2 separate regions of the Sparus aurata genome follow, and region 2 is linked to region 1. The links are chromatin contacts, called in public Hi-C maps. All regions are on one chromosome and are shown on one strand. The core of a region is the stretch at or near the end of the contact, and the rest is flanking DNA. Distances in the headings are between cores, read along the strand shown.

The links. A called contact is a pair of places that touch in the nucleus more often than the background predicts.
Region 2: a Hi-C map of skeletal muscle shows a contact between it and region 1, with 4 times the contacts expected there. The contact joins the promoter of kif25 here to the promoter of mettl24 in region 1. A contact is called at or near these places in 2 of 2 Hi-C or Micro-C datasets (skeletal muscle and an unstated tissue).

The regions. Positions count from the first base shown.
Region 1 is chr22:19,421,545-19,427,154 of fSpaAur1.1, forward strand. mettl24 (methyltransferase like 24) reads left to right here and starts at 2,248. Exons shown (of 5, transcript XM_030406082.1): 1 at 2,248-3,048. The coding sequence starts at 2,743.
Region 2 is chr22:19,562,224-19,568,159 of fSpaAur1.1, forward strand. It overlaps kif25 (kinesin family member 25), which reads right to left and starts at 3,668. Exons shown (of 15, transcript XM_030406073.1): 1 at 3,042-3,668; 2 at 2,862-2,927; 3 at 1,477-1,599; 4 at 1,188-1,329. The coding sequence starts at 3,110. It overlaps ccdc167 (coiled-coil domain containing 167), which reads left to right and starts at 3,833. Exons shown (of 4, transcript XM_030404464.1): 1 at 3,833-3,952; 2 at 4,132-4,226; 3 at 4,364-4,416; 4 at 5,260-5,936. The coding sequence starts at 3,902. The coding sequence ends at 5,378.

The DNA of each region.
Region 1 (5,610 bases), core at 998-3,497:
ACTTTGCTCATGTTGCGAGAAGAATATTTGTGTGGAGGCTCAGCAGAAACAGGTCGCCCTTCAAGCACATGTTGCCACGCACTGCACCGTAAAGACATTCCCTAACATACCGTTGCTCCGCTTCATTTTTACATAAATCTGAGTTCACTCTTTCTGGATCCTCACGTTGCTTCCAGTACCAACGCCGGTTGTGACCTACATCCCATCGGGCTTACACACACACTCACCTCATAATGTGATCTGTTCCAGATGGAGGCAATCAGAGTTCATCACTGACCACAGGATGGCAGTAGAGATCGTCTCCATGAGTGGCATCTATCTCATTATAGCTCGAAGCACTTAACTTCTGCTTGTGTTAACCACATCAAGGTAATTCATACATTGCCAAGAGTGATTTATAATAAATGAAAACTACATGTATTTTACACATGCTACCAAATTGATTCCTAGGTCTTCTGAAATTTAGATTACTGTACAAGGAAATCTCCACAAATCTGTTGAGATGAAGGGATTAAAAAAAAAAAAAAAAAAATATATATATATATATATATATATATATATATATATATATATATATATATACACACAAAATAAAAATAAATATACATCCCCATGGCAACAAGGCCTACCAATGAATGATAATCTATAAATGTGACCACCGGTGCATACAGGTGACAGGGATCCAGTTGTAGACAGAACTAAGCAGACTGGTTCAGTTTATTTATTCATTTATTTACAAGAATGCTTTAAATGTGTTTTTTTTTTGTTTTGTTTTTTAGTTTTTAGTTTTTTTTTGTGGCTTCTTCTTGAGTACAAATCATGATCCTGGAACAACGTTAATTTCGATGTTCCAGGAACGAGACACCAACGCAGCGACATCAGACCGGCCCGTGGGACTATGACAACTAAATCACACACAAATCTTTCATGCAACGCAATTTGACAGATCGAATCGTTACTGTTGTCATTTAGCAATATGTTATTTTTCTTCTTCATATAAAGCTTTGTGCATCTTACACAAGGCATAAGCTACTTGAATGCATCCAAACCAAGCAAAGCCATTGTGTGAAGGGTTATATGACAGTTTGATAATGTCCATAGTGTATACTTTTGAATATATTTCACCCTGTCACTGTCTCTCCAAAGAAATGTCAGATTCAAAAATGCATGAATGTTTTAAATGTTATTGTCTTCTGCAAGCAAAATGATTAGGAAACTGATCAGAATCAAAGACTTAGGTCTACAACTCCAGCTCTCATGACTAGAGAAGCAGGGGAAGTCTTATTTCTACCTCACAGAGGGCAGTAGAGAGCTTCTTACGCGCCGATATCTGAGCCCGAAAGATTGTCATTGATCCCGAGCAGCAGAACGAAGGCAGCCTTATCGTTATCCTGCATTTATTTAGCCGTGTCAGGACGCTTTGTGAAGCCAGGCAAATCCCGCTTTCCAATCCAAGTGAAACTGTTGCAAGCAGCCCCCTTTTTTTTCTCCAATCCCCCCACCCACCCACCAAAAAAAAAATAATCCGCTTTGGCAGGCCTGATCAATGATGTCTTCTCTCTCTCGGCCTGAAAATATCAATAAACATATTTAATAAACAGGCGCACAAGGAGAGTGGGGGGCTCTGATTGTTCATTTGCGCACAAACAACAGCAGATTTGGACGTCTTTGGAGGAAAATCAATGATTAAGTTAACTTGAGGAGACAGTGAGGCCATTGTTGGATCACAAATTAATCACTTTTTAGAGTCACTGCCAAGAGGAATAAATCATAGAAGTTAGTTTCAGTAAGTTGCCAGAGATTTAGAGAACTGGCTGATCGGGGCCAATAACAGGAACAGAGACTTGAGGAACCCCCTGATAGGCTCTGAGAGTAATGATCAAACAGTCTCTTATAGATGACTGTAAGATAAAACGTCTACAAGCTGATCCTTGTAATAAAACATCAATGACAGCATGAATGTGGGCAATATTTCCCACTCTGCAGATCCAGGCTCAGCTGTCAGGTTCGCCGAGAGAGCCAGCTTGTCTCGCAGATGCTGAGAGGGGACCTGCATGGGCCCGCAGCGCAGACCCTGCCCACATCTAGAGTTACAGAGAAACCCGAGAGTCTGCGGGGCGGGAGAGGTAAACCCTTAGGGAGAGGCGAGAGAGCAACAGAGGGTGTGTGTTTGTGTGTGTGTGTGTGTGTGTGTGTGTGTGTGTGTGTGTGTGTGTGTGTGTGTGTGTGTGTGTGTGTGTGTGTGCGTGTGTGTGTGTGTGATCTGAGCCTGATGCACAGAAAAGAAAGAGAGCAAATTAAAGGGGCGTGTGTGTTTTGGGAGACTTGAGAGAGGAGCGTGAGGAGGGAGTATCCTGAAGTTTTTCAAAGAGGGGCGGCACACATTGTAATTGTGAAACTGTTCGCAAGAGCCCCAGTGACACACTCGCAAAACCATCCGGAGGGTTTGAGGTGCAGGCGCGCACATGCGGGTCCGGTTTGTGAACTTGACATGCTTGTGGTTCATTAACTTGAGGCATGCCGGCCTGACTGGTGTTGGACTTCGGACCTGAGGGGAATGAGGAGAAGAGAAGAGAAGAGAAGAAAAGAGAAGAGAAGAGAAGAGAAGAGAAGAGAAGAGAAGTCTTTGAGGAGGAGGAGGAGGACAAGAATGGGATAGAAGAGGCAAAGGGCAAAGCAGCAGTTCTCACAGCAGCTGAGATGATGGACTGAGGCTGGACAAGGGGGGGGACAAACTAGCCGATGCACATGGGCAAAGAGCGACTCACCCGGGGACTGCTGCTGCGTGTGGGCGTCCTCCTCACCGCCGTGTGTGTGTGCGTTCACGTCTACCTGGAGACGGCGCGGCGGGGAGCACCTGCGGCCCTGACACTGGGACGTCCCACCCAGCCCGGCAGAACCAAACAGGTCTCTGCAGCAGAGGCAGGGGAGCAGGACAGGAGCGTTAAGAGGAGAATCTCTTATGTTCGAACACTAAAGAAAGAAGCCAGGAAGAGGGATGAAGACCCCTCCTCGCCCTGCTGCCTGCCTCGCCGCCCGCACAGAAAGGTACGTTTGATATTCCCAGAACTTCTCGCTCCCTTAATTGCTGCGATTAGTGTAGTCTTGTAAGTTTTTTTTGTTTTTTTTTTATCTGATCCCGAGTCAGTGCGGCGGGGAAGACAGGCAGAGCGGCTCAATGAGGGAGCTTTCACTCCATCTTCTGTGAGTCACTGGCTTAAAGCTCGGTAATCCCAGGAGAGCGATGAAGGGAGAACAGGCAGCGAAATCAATGAGCCATCAATAAACGTCTGGGAAAGAAAAGTCGCAGAAAGAGGGAGTTTGTCACGGCGGTCGCAAAAAGCGCCTGCGTTTATTTCCCTTCATGATAAATATGTTTGATCTAAGCAGGTGTAGGTTTCACCCGAACTGCAAACCACGCTCACATACGCTCCCCCGACTCTGGCTGTGTTGTATCGAATCTATACAAAGTCAACTAACTCTGACAAAGGAAGCATTCATTCAAAGGACGCAGTGTGTGTGTGTGTGTGTGTGTGTATCGGAGCAAACACAGCTATTCACACACATGCACACACTCCAGAGGCTTGACCCCTTGACCCGTGGAAGGGTGTGTTCGAGCGGCCGGCTTAACAAACTCCCACTTCCCCTCTTTCTGTGCCTCCTCCCCTTTTTATTTCCGTCGCTATTTCGATTCACCTCCGCTCTTTGCTTTGTCGTTTGATCTCACCACCCGTCATCAATCACCCGTCCGTCACCCCTTTTGTTCCCTTCCGACAGACGCGCAACAAATCTCCTTTCGTCTCTCCCAGTCACCCCTTTTTTAGTCCTCCCCTCTGCTGAGCTTCTTCCTTCGTTCGCTTTTGTCTTTTAAATCTTTAACGAGCTGAACCGACTACAGGCTGAGGAGCGACAACGCTGAAATGGCTTGAAAATCACCGCAGGGCTTATCGTGCCACGCGGGAGAGACGGGCACTCGCGCGCCCATCAATTTTACATGCCGGCCATATGCACGATCTCCATAGCTCCTTAACACAAAGATTTGTCACATGCGATGCCCTGGAGGGGCCCTGGTGAAGATTCTGTGTCATATGCTCCCGCCGTTTAACTCCTCTCCTTAACACCTCTTCCCGCCTTTTATCTCGCTCTGGGTTCTCATCTCCGAGATCCCTGTTGCTCTGTCATGTTGCCTTGTACCCGAGTTCTTCGCACTCTCATCCTCCCTCGTGCTTTTTCATCGCTCCTGTCTGTCTCAATTTAAAAACTTCAGTGTCGCCTCCCACTTCTAACCCATATTTTCTTTTACTCCCCCCCCCTCCTCCTCGCTTTCACTTTTCCGCTCGCTGTGCATATTCAGTGCATCGCAGATGAAATAATGGGCTGGAAGGCAGGACTGCTGCTCTGCTAGGAAGATGACAAGGACGCCTCCAGTGACCGTGGATGAATAGCAATGGAGGGGCTTGAGTGTCAGTTCCAATAGAAGCTCAGTCATTAGTGGCCGAGTTCGATTTCTTTTTATCCTCTTCCTGTTTTTCCTCAAATGCTTCCAGTGCAGCTTTGTACAGTGTTCGCACCAGCACAGATTGATTTAAGAATGTCTGTGTTTAATCAATGGTGTTGTTAAGAATAGCCTGCGCCGGTATTGAAGGGAGGGAAGGCCATTGTGGAGAAAGATAGTTGATTGTTGAGTCTCATTCCCAGGTCATTAAATACAGATGCTTTATGACAATATTGAGACCAGAATTCTAACCAAAAACATCCGTATTTGTCAACCTGGGATCGCCTTCACTACCTTCAACACCTGTGGCTGAGTGTAAATCAACCCAATTGTGTGAATACATGTGCAACCTGCAAACCACTGACATGTTGAAACCGAAAAATGAAATTTCTCTATGATGCTGCTTCATTTTCAGTTTTATCCTCTAGTTAGGTTTAGGCACAGAAGCCATTTGGTAAAGGTTAGGAAAATATTAAAGGGGCACTATGTAGCTTTGGAGAATTCTAATATCTACAATATTAAAAGGTTACAATACAAACTCAGAATTTTTTTCCCCATAACTTAACAAACAAGCTGTTCTCAGAGGAAAAAAGAACACAGTTTGAAGCTAGAAAGGTGGCAGGGTCCGCCACGTACTGACGTAAGTAAAGCAGTATAAAACTGTGTAGTCCTTTAGGGTCAATTTGTTAATTCAGTCACCAAAATAAAGAGAGGTTGTTTATCAAGCAAGGGAGATCTTTCTCTTCTGATTAAAAGTTCATCTCCAAAACTACAGCGTGCACCTTTAAGTTTTGGCTTAAAATACCTGTTTTGGTTGACACAAACACGACTGAAGATGTGCAAATTTAACTGTGAGAGAGGGGAGGGAAGGAAAAAGGGATGATGAGCATCTACAAGGAGTCTGTCCAAATTCTCAATCTTTCATCGCCTAATATGGGAGCAGGAACGCACACCGCCAGCATTTATCGTGGCGATCAGGGTTGCAGTGAGATATATGAGGTTATCGTCTTCACCTTTATTTTAAGCAGCAAGTGATGCATGCATCCATCTATATATTGATGCCCCCTGTTTCTCACATTAGAACAGATCAGCTCTGAACTATTATATTTTATAAT
Region 2 (5,936 bases), core at 2,418-4,917, 140 kb after region 1:
TTTTCATATTTTGTTCAGTGAAAAAGGAAATGCATAATTACCATTCCCACTAAAATTGTGACTCATATCGCAATATCTGCCAAAAACACTATGTTTTTTTGCATTTCTTTCAGCAGTTTTTGAAAATACTCTATTAAAATCTCTCTCTAGTGCTCTTATAGTACAAAATGTCAGCCAGCACATAGAACATTAACAGGCTGTGTGGACCTGTAATTTAGTCATTCATGATCTTGTGAACCTTTGTTTAGTAAAATAGAGAAGAAAGAGAATAGCTTGTATTCAGTGCAGGTGTGCAGATGCATGCTTACAACTAACATCAACTATAAAACGGTCAAGAAAAGCCATTTTGTTTGGAGCAGCTTGCAGCATTATGCTCCGGCTTATGTGAGCCAAAGTATTGGACAAGATCAGTTTTCACCAATCATCAGTGAGCAGCTGACTTGCGGGACTGTATAGAACAGGACAGTCAACCTTGGACAGCCTCGGAGGGCGGGGTGAGGGAGAAGAGGGGAGGGCCGTGTGAGAGGATTACCAGTAAACATACTATAATCGAGATAGAGCCAGCATGTCACCTATAAACCACTTAGGGAGGAAAGAGACACCTAGACGGTGAATGAGTAAGCAGAAATGAGAAGTTAATAGTAGTGAGAGGAAGAAAATGTGAGATCAGAAGATCTCGTTTAACAACATCACCAGAGACCATTCAATTAACATGAAAATAAATAATATCTAGACTGGTTTACAACACGCTGCATCACCTGAGTAGACTGAGAAGAGTACAAAAGCAATTAGTGAATTTGGAGCTTGTAAATAGACATAAATAATATTGGCTCATTATTTGAATTGTTTGACCGAAATCCTCTCAGGAAGACTCTGCTGTGAAGTCCAATCCAGTGAACCCTCAGCAGTCAAGTGACATCAAAAGCAAACACCCAAAGTGTCCTGTGATCCAGTGTTTGGCCCCTTTAAATTGCAATCTACCACAGGTCAATGATCAGGACAGAGTGGAAGTTCCTTAAGATGCTACTCTTCTAATAGCTTCCTGCTCAGCTCCACTCACTGCACCCAGAGTTCCACAATGATGCTCCAAACTCCAAACAATCAACCTAAATATTTCCTCCAGAAGCCCGATCTTAGGATGACGTCAAAGATGCTTCATCTACGGTGCCACACACTCAGATACTCACTCTGGACCTCGTCTGCACGGTGACCGTTCAGAGAACAGCTGGCTTGTTCCACTTTCTTCAGTAGCTGCTTGCTCTGCTCCTCCAGCTCAGTGGCGAAACTCAAATACACGGCAAAAACCTCACTCAAGTCCTGCTTCACGGCCTGCCACCAACACACAGAGAGCACAAGTTAATTGTTTACGGCTGCGCTTAATTTCCTTTCTTGACTTTGGATGTTGTTCATTGAAACATCTCAGCAAAACAGACGGAAAGACAATTCACGACCTTCAGTGTGCACACACGCTCATACCTGGACCTCGTGAAGGAGTTTGGTGAGGGCTGATCGGGTGATCCTCTGTGCATTCTTCTGGTGCTGATGGTGGTTCAGGTCCTTGGGCTCCTCTTCCAGGTCTCGGCGGAGTTTCCCCAGACACTAGAAAGGAAAGAACATAAATCACACTTATTCTGTGCAGCTCGGCCACTTCATTCATACTTCTTTATGCAAAGCTACAGTACGACTAACAGCTGAAATATATTGTATTATGTGATGCTTAATTGTGAAACTGAATTTTAAAACAACACATGATTGTTCTTGAGGCTGTTCTTTTCTGTCCACTCTTTCATTTCATTCCAGCCCATTGACCATTTTGTTAGGAGACTAGATGTTCAATTTGTGAGTTATGTCCGTTGCTAAGAATTGAAATACTCATATTACATTAAAAAGTCACCAGAAATTTGTCAGGCTGTTTAAGCATTGAGAATAAACATGAATCAAACTGACAGTCTACTGAAGACTTGTGTCTTGGAGGAAATATGCGAAATGAAGGAAGTAGGTAGAATTAGCAGCCTAAACATCTGTTGGCATCAACATAAACCATCTGTATTTGGATCTTGGGCAGCGACATTTAGACATTTAGTTTACCGTCAAAGTAGAATAAGGAAACCAGAAAATGCACATATTTAAGAAGCTAAAATCAGAGTTATCAAGTTATTCTTCTTCAAAAGATCATCTGACACCGATATACCAATTATGGAAAAATAGTTGGAGAGCTATTTGAAAGCCGTAAAAAATATTATACGATATACAGTGCCTTTTGGATACACATTCCGAGTACAATTAAAATCACAAGATCCAGTTTCCAGAGAGGTTTAGAAACCGGCTGACTTTAAATATGCACCATGTAGTTTTGGGGAATATATTTGAATCTGTAGAGAAAGATCTTTTTGTGCCTAAACAAACTAAATGCAGAAATTGGCTTTGTTTTCATGACTGAAATAATGAACGAACAGACTGATCTTAAAGGACAACACAATTTCAATGTGGCGGACCCTGCCACCTTTTCTAGATTCTAACAGTGTTATGGGGACCTTATTGTCCTCTGAGAGCAGCTTGTTCAACCAGTTGTGGGGAAAATAAATATTCCTGAGTTTGTATTATTACCTCATTAATACTGTAAATATTAGTGTTTGAATTGGTTCTCTTAAACTACACAGTGCCCCTTTAACACAAGTGTCTACAACACACAAAAACACACACATGGCACATTCATATAAAAACAGCCGTTCACAAAAAACAGACAACTCAGGAGAAATAAGGAATAAATATAAAAGACTTAAGCTCATCCAGAATAGATAATTATCAGGGAGGCCTACAGGTTTAAGCCTGTCAGAAATGAATGGCAGACATCTTCTTACCTCTGCAAGCCTTAAATGTAGAATAGCATTCTCAGTCTCCAGTTCCAGTATTCGCTCCTCTTTGCTCTGAAAACACAGTTGAATATATAATATATAAATGACATCTAAAAATAGAGTGTCAAGACTTATTTGGAGTCTGGACAACTTTTACTAAACAAATCCAACACTTCACTGACTCACCCTCAGCTTGTGCTCCAGCAGGTGGACCTGATGTGCGAATATCTGATCCCTGTTTATAAAAAGAGGCATTTTTTTGTCTTCTCTCAAATAAAAGACGCTGTCAGAGAGGAGAATGGACAGCCTCGTCCCTTTTCCCTTCTCAGCTGATCACGTCCTGTCCCTCTTAGGTCACATAATCCGATTACCAGCGGTCAACAACAGCTCTCTGGACTCTGGCTCACCTGTCTGCTGCAGAGAGGAGGATGACAGCTTCAGTCCGGGAGACACAACAGCCGAGCTAATAGCAATAGTTCATACTTAAGCTAACATCACATTAGCATGTATGAAAATGATGTGATAATGTAGGATAAAATTCTTGACTCTTAAAAAAAACGACTGAATTTTACAAAAGTTATGGCATGAGGGATTTTATATCTGTAATATAAATTAAATAAATAGCCAATTTTTTAAAAGCAGGTATTTTAAATGGTATTTTAAAAGTAGGCTAACACAGGTGCTAATTAATGACTCCAGGTGCAGCTAGCTAGCTCAAGTGATAGTAAAAAAACATTTCTTTTAAAGTAAGAAAGCAGGTTACTCGGCGTATTTAACGTTTCAAAAGAGACAGGGTCAAGAGAGAGAGACAATTTTTTAAATTTAATTTAATTTAAAAAAAAATGTTTTTGTCGATTTTTATCCATGTATTCTCCTGCCAATCTACTGCGCCACACTCCAGCCCAGTAGGTGGCGCTACTGCGCCTGTAAGCTTGTATGCCACAACAGTCGTTAAAGCCCAACGAATAATATCACGAAGAAGAAAATCACTTCCGCATAGTCGCAGTTTATCCAGCTCATCCAGGCTGTCATCAGCAGGTCACAAAATGGCTAAATTAAAGGATAAAAGACGGGAGAAAGTCAGTGTCGCCACTGAGGTGAGGCTTTTTAGAGCGTTGGCTTTTGCTGTCCAGCTAACGTCAGCTAGAAGGTTAGCTTTAGCTTGCGCTTGCTAATGCTACACACGTTTCATTCATTCATGTCTAGTTAACTGTCTCTGTTAATGTTGCGCTATCCAGCTAAACTTCCTGTTGCATCCTGCTTATAAATGTTGCAGATTGACCGTTTGGAGGAGCGGAAGGCGCTTTGTAAAGACAACCTGGAAAGGGCAGAGTTCAAGAGCAGAAAAGAGAAGCTCTCTGACAAGGAAAGGTAAGAATGATGAAGATGGAAATGGTGATGGAGACCGTGACAGTTAAAATCACCACTTTATGTCAGCACCTCACTAGCTTGTTAAGAAACCTAATAAATTACTTTCTTGTTGATTAATATTGCTGCTTGGTCCACAGGCAGGAACTGGAAGATGAAATGTCAATCATGAACGAGAGGGTGCAAAAGTTGGGTAAGCTTGCACGGATCAAATATCACTGTGGGGATGGTTCACTGTCCGCATGTCATTTTAATTTTATTATCATTATACAGGAAAAGTAGCTCTTCCCATGTTAAAATGTATGACAGGCTCTGGACTGTTCTGCAGCACCAAATTGCAAAGAATTGCATTACAAGACAAACTAAAAACAGAAATAAACAACACAACGACAAACAGACCACTGCTTTGCATGGGTGCGTTGCTCTGGTGTGTTGTAATGAGTGAAATGACTACATTTACCATTCATGTAGCCACAAATACATATTTGATAAACAACGTTTAATGGTGCACTATGTTGTTTTGGTGGATACATTTTAATCAGAAGAGAAAGATCATCATTGACTGATTTTTTTGTTTTGTTATACCTAAACAAACTAAATAAACAAACTGACCTCAAGGTACAACACATCTTCATACTGTTTACTTTGTTTATATAAGGCGGGCCCTGCCACCTTTCTAGCTTCAAGTGTTTTGGGGACCTTATTTTCCTCAAAGAGCAGCTTGTTTATTCAGTTATGGAAAGAAAATGAATATATCTAAACATCCCACCCAAACTCCATAGTGCCTCTTTAAAATCGGGAAAGATTCTTAAGTCATAGAAGTGATTTTGAGTTGACTTGAAAAGTCACAGAAACCGCATGAAAGTTTCTATCAGAGCCATGATGGAAACCCTGATACATATTTTGATAGTCCTATTTTGTACATCAAGTCAGTCCTTAGGGCAATATGTCTCGGGTGGATCAATTGCAGGTTGTGACCAGTTTAATGCTTTAACGTACAGAGTGCCTTCACATGGGATTTGTTTTTCGTTTCTAGATAAGGAGCTCGAGACACTGAGAGGAGAGAATCGGAAAAACATGCTGCTATCGGTCGCTCTGCTGGTTTTCAGTGCCCTCTTCTACTACATCTTTTTCTACAATGAAGAGGAGTCATGATACCGCCTGGTGTTTAAAAGGGACCCACTGGAAAAAAAAAGACCACCTCAGGACAACGTTGTCATGAAATAAAACAAGAGGTCTGTGTACACAGGGATTAAATGCATGGGAAAGCTATAAGACGTTTGTTGATGGAGTACCTCAGTTCTGCCTCTAGATGGCACCACTGTCATATTCTTGATCTCTGGTGGTCATGCTGGGTTCATCCTGCAGAGACAGGAAACCCACCATGGCTTCTCGGACTGAAAAGTTAGTGATTTAAGCATGTTTGAACCTTAATTATGCCTTTCACTCATATCTCTCTATGCTCTGTCCCTGCTTTTTGGAAACTATGTACAAATGTAAAGTGTGCGTATCATTATGCGAGCAGACAAAGATTAAGAAAGCTGCTATCTTGTCTTAACAGCACTGGTTGTGGCAGGACTTAACTATCAAGTGACTAAACTGAGTTATACATAAGTTCTTGTCACTTTCTTGTTGGTTATCCCTTTATAATCCCAACCCACAAACCCGATAACTGTACACTATTGCAGGTGACAAAGGATGGCATCATACTAA